2 separate regions of the Siniperca chuatsi genome follow, and region 1 is linked to region 2. Evidence: chromatin contacts called from public Hi-C data. All regions are on one chromosome and are shown on one strand. Each heading gives the region's core, a stretch centred on a gene start, on an enhancer-like site or on the middle of the called end of the contact. The rest is flanking DNA. Distances are from core to core; before and after follow the strand shown. Region 1 holds the start of LOC122876591. Region 2 holds the start of LOC122876316 (myocardial zonula adherens protein).

Evidence for each region. A called contact is a pair of places that touch in the nucleus more often than the background predicts.
Region 1: a contact with region 2 is called in a Hi-C map of skeletal muscle, with 5 times the contacts expected there. The contact joins the promoter of LOC122876591 here to the promoter of LOC122876316 in region 2. A contact is called at or near these places in 2 of 3 Hi-C or Micro-C datasets (skeletal muscle and an unstated tissue).

Annotation. Positions count from the first base shown.
Region 1 is chrLG1:18,301,256-18,303,955 of ASM2008510v1, forward strand. LOC122876591 reads left to right here and starts at 1,368. Exons shown (of 13, transcript XM_044197136.1): 1 at 1,368-1,871. The coding sequence starts at 1,521.
Region 2 is chrLG1:18,163,209-18,165,908 of ASM2008510v1, forward strand. It overlaps LOC122876316 (myocardial zonula adherens protein), which reads right to left and starts at 1,261. Exons shown (of 14, transcript XM_044196522.1): 1 at 760-1,261. The coding sequence starts at 831.

The DNA.
Region 1 (2,700 bases), core at 118-2,617, 140 kb after region 2:
TCCAAAGGCTGAGAAGTGCTCTCTATGAGAGAGTCATGGAGTACCCCTATACTATTTCCTTATCCGATCCAGTTTGGACAGTTTGGAGGTCCACAATAAGACACATGTAAAACAAACTCAGGATGGATGAAGATTAAACTGTTCCATCTCTGGGAATGCCATGCTGTCAGCATGTGTAACCAACACTTCAAAATAAATATTTAACTCAGGTTTGTTTATTTAAAAACACCAAAAACTCGGTCTGGTTTGCTGGTAGTTGCTGAGCCTTCAAAGAGGCTGGGAGAATGTGATTGGTTGAAAGGTGAGCAGTAAGACAATTCTGTTATGAAAACGGATATAAAATAAAAGTGTCACTGGGGAAAAGTGCTACTGCGAAATAAAAGACTTAAATAAGGGAATTTAAATAAAAATTGCAAATAAAACACCTATAATGACCTATAAAAATTAACTTCCAATAAAATGGTTACTATGAAAATAAGAAAGATGATATAACATTAATAACTGAGTGATTTTGTAATTTATTTCATCATTATTTATTCCATAATGTATTATTTATGTTTTTAATATTGACCATTTTTGAGTTCCATATGGAAGTGTTATGTTTTACATGTTGTCATCGTAATTGTATATTGTCATGTTTGACTTTCTGTTGTGAATCTATTTTGTACACAAGACATCCATTGCATGTCTGTCCGTCCTGGGAGAGAGACCCCTCCTCTGTTGCTCTTAGAGGTTTCTTCCATTTTTTCCTAGTTAAAAAGGGTTTTTTGGGGGAGCTTTTCCTTATCTGTATCGACGGTCTAAGGACAGAGGGTTTCGTATGCTGTACAGACTGGAAAGCCCTTTGAGGCAAATTGTGATTTGTGATATTGGGCTATAGAAATAAAGACTTGACTTATGTTAGAAATATTGTATGAAATGTAGCAGTCATAAAAAGGGAGTAAAGCCTTTTTATCATATTCCTAAACATACATTTTTAATTTTGAGCTCGAAGGTCCATCTTGGACTTCATAAAACGTCATTTGACAAGTAATTCATAGCATAAGGTCTTACCGGAAGTTCAAGAGCTTCCAGGCACATCTCGTGGCCGTTATCAGTGGGTGGAAGTCAGTTGTCATGGAGATGGTTCAGTTGTTATCACGTGACCAACGTTTGCGCGTGTGTGTGTTTCTTAGCAAAATTGTAAACCTTGTGATTTAGTATTTCAGTTAACTAAAGTTTAACAAATGAAATCGATACAGCAGAGCTAGATGTAGCTAACGCTCCGGCTACTGTCTCTCTTCCTCCTCTATAGTTTTACCCGTAAAAAAAAATACCAAAAAAACCCTGACTACTACATTTCCCAGAATGCAAAGCGGCAACGTCTGGACGCTCTTGTGTTTACGCTTAGCGGTCACGTTCACCAATTGCTGGCTCAGACTGTTGGTCGCTGTATTACAGACAACTCAGGAATGGTGGCGGTCGTCAGTCAGTAATTCCTCGCTTCTTTTACACTGTGGTTAGTTTGTACTTGCGTAACAATGCCGGGGATGTGCTCTGTGCCGGGCTGCAAGGGCTACAAGAAGGCGAGGTCCCGGGGAGTCGTGTTCCACTCTCTGCCCACAAGAGACCCGGAGCGATGTAGAAAGTGGTTAAAGGCCATACAGAACCCCAAATTTGACGAAAACACACCAGTAAGTAAGTACGGTAATATAAGAGTCTGTAGCCAGCATTTTAAACCGGAGGATTACGAACCGGACATACAGGCAGAACTTATGAAAACAACGCCCCGAAAAATCCTCAAGTCCCACGTAATTCCGTCCGTTTTCTCTGGGAGACAGCAAGAGGAGCTCAGCACACCTCTGCCAGCAGATGACAGGAGCCGAACAGAGGTAAATCAGTTGTTTTACCTGTTGAAGGTATGGTTTTATAGATTACGTTGGCTAGAAATCCCAAGTGTGTGTTTTGTATTTGAGAGCACATTTGCGGCTGGAAAGAGGGATATTTCTTTAAACTAGGCCGTTACATGTAGTGGAAAGGTAGTTATAATTGGTGAACAAAACTGACACTAAACAGACCTTACAGGGAAAGTTAGCGCCAGTTTGCGCCTCTCTCGAAGTACCATTAGGCTACACTCACAGAGTTTTCTTAAAAATAAAAAACCCTCGACCTTTCAAAACCCCAGAGGGTCATTATACTAACCGCTGTCCTGAAGGTATCTAGAGAATTCAAAATGCCTTTTCTAACCATCTGGATGAAAAAAATTCCGTCCGCTGCATGATAAAAAAAATATAACAAACAATTGTAACCAGTTTCCCAAGTTGGGATTATGTTTCCTATTCAGATGGAAATAACATATCTCATTTCTCATGTTGCATGATTATATACATTAATGCAATGCATCGTCAATATACTCAGACAAATATAACTGAATATAAAACGTTTGGTGTTTTCAGTTCGTACAAATTAGTATGGACATCTGTCCTTTAAAGGAGCTGTAAGCGACATTCACTGCCACTAAATGTCGCACTAGAGCACCAGCATCTCAGACCAAAACAAATGGGCCTATGGCGCACCACACTCCGTTGAGAAAAACAGTAATTTTACCTGGCAGATCATTGTTAAACACACTTCATTCAAACTAGACAGAAGCAAAATAAAACTCACCAAAACCGTATTTGTTAGTCTTTCCACTGTTCCAACAATCACCAACTCTGGTTT
Region 2 (2,700 bases), core at 11-2,510:
AATACTGTTAGTGATGTTCTGCACGCAAATTCTTTTTTGCATCATGTCATCATGAGAAAAGATAGAAGAGTGGACATTAAAACATCACCGAAACTAAGGGATTGAATGGTTGACAAAGCTCAGAGACCTCCACAGTCAACCACCATGAGTTTATTTATAGACAATGGCAACAGAGCCAGAAACAAAGTTTATGCTGTGAAGCTGTGCTACAGATACATCACCACAGTGAGTGCTTTGTTTGGCTGTGTAACAAACATTTTGTACAATTAGATATTTTGAAAAGTTTTATTTTAAAACATTATTCCAAAAAGGAAATAGTAATGAACGCATGCTCAGTTTACTAAATTATAATAGGTTCTTTCTTCATTAGAAAACAACGGGAATAGGTTTAAAGGCCGGTTCAGTACAAAGGCCTATTTATCAGGGAGCTGTTCAAATAAACATGACAGCCCTGCCTCTTGCACACTCAGCTCCCATTACATGCTCTTGAAAGTGAACACATCCTATAACAAACATGAATTTTCAGATGATCAGAAGACAGAAAATGTTAGCTGGGACTGAGAGAATTTGTCTCCTTCATCTACTTTCATTGTCTGTATACAGACAAGAAACAAGTGGCTGCAGAGTTAAAAGCAACAAGGGACAAACAGAAGAGGGAGAAAAACACTGGACTGTTTGCAAAACAGGGGAGAAAGGAGAGAGAAAATGGGGGAGACAGAGGGAGAGTTTTAGTGTCCTGGCTTCTCTGGGACTTCTTACCTCAGAATCTGGAGAATCCTCTGTTGTGGTGGTGGTGGTGGAAACAATTCGTCCTGAACCGTAGCGAAGCATGTCTCCTCTACTGCCCACTCCTCGTTTCTCTTCCTCTCCCTCTCCGGACCTCCTCCCACCCTTCCTCTCACTCTTCTTCCTGAGTTCTGCTCAAACTTTCAGAGTGACCATCTGCCAGGGAAAAGGAGGGGAAATTCCACTCTGTCGAGTCTGCTGGTGGTGGTGGGAGTCCACAGGGCCCCGAGGTTTCCTCTCAGTCAGATAAAAGATCAGATGCAATCCAGTTCCACACTCAGCTATGTCATTGTCTTAAGTCCAACAAGACTGTTCCTACGTCCACCTGGCTGACAGGCTTGTCAGTCACTCAGCAACCTCCCTGCCTCTCTGACTCTGACTCTCTCTGTTTGTCTCTGCAATCCCATCAGACCTGTTGGGCCACATTTCATCAGCCTCCCTGGTCCGTGCCTCCTGCCCTGAGAGCAAGACTTTCACAGGGCGGGTCCTCTTTCTCGGGCTGGTACAGGTGGAGCACTTCTTATCAACAGGAGTGGCTAATGGGGGCTGGTACTTACTGTTCACCGCACAGTTGAGGAGTTTGATACTATCTTCCTGTTATAGCTATACTTGCAAAGATTTTTAGTCTTAGTAATGCTCTAAAAACTACAAAATATATTTCTACTATATAATATTGGTCTATTTCACAGTTTTTATAAGCAATAAAATTGTGTTTTATGTTCTTTTATCTAAAGCTTGGTCAACCACTGTGCAATGGTGGAAAGTACATATAAAGTACTGTAATTCTACTTTACTTGAGTATTTTCATTTTACTTCTACTCCACTACATTTAAGAGGGAAATATTGTACTTTTAACTCCACTACATGTATTGGGCAGCTGAAGTTACTAGTCACTTTTCAAATTAAGATTTTACACCAAAACATATAAAGTTATATAAAACATATGATGTATTATTACAGATTAAACTACCCACCACTATATGAAGTAGTTAAAATGATCTCCACATTGACCAATTTAAGTACTGCTTACAAATTAATAGATCATAATAATGATCCAATTATACACTAATATAAAACGGATACTGTAGGGATCATTCTATATAATGAGTACTTTTACTTTTGATACTTTAAGTAGACTTTGTTGCTGATACTTCTTGTTTACTTCAGTCAAATTTTGAATGCAAGAGTTTTACTTGTAATGGAGTATTTTTGTAGTGTGGTATTGCTACTTTTACTAAAGTAAATGATTTGATTTGATTCTTCCAATTAAATAAAGTCAGAAACTGGTTTATACTAAAGGTACAGGAGGTGTCTTGTAGTACAGGAGTCACTTTAGCCAATAAATTATTGATATCATTGATAGTCGATAGTGATGAAAAGGAAGACAACACGGCAAACATTATTTATTAATGTTATTGTTACCTTTTGCCTCACGACTACACCGTCACTTGGTTTTACATGATGAATTTATACTCATCAGTTTTAGCCTAATATCTTCAAGGAGCAGACAGACAATCATCCTGACAGCAGGATCACATTCCTGGCATGAATGACCTGCAGTCACTCCCTTTTAATAGAAACTAGAGACACAGAGTCTCTGAGGAATAGAGAATCAAGTTGCCAAGCAAGAGCTTGTTCAGCTGTACAGTATGTTTCAACAAAGATCTGCTGTTGGCTATAATATCAAAATACGTCGGTAAATATGAAAAGAAAAATTCTCAGAACAATAAGAGGGATTTCTACAGGTCTGAGTAGTTAATTAGTTACCAGACATCAAACAAACTGTGTTTCTTTACTTCTGCAATCAGTAAGCCAGCCACACAGCCAGGCCTCTGTCCAAATCCAATGTCATGTGGAAATCCTCTCCGATAAACATCAACATCGTTTTCACTTTCTGTCGTTATTGTACTCTCA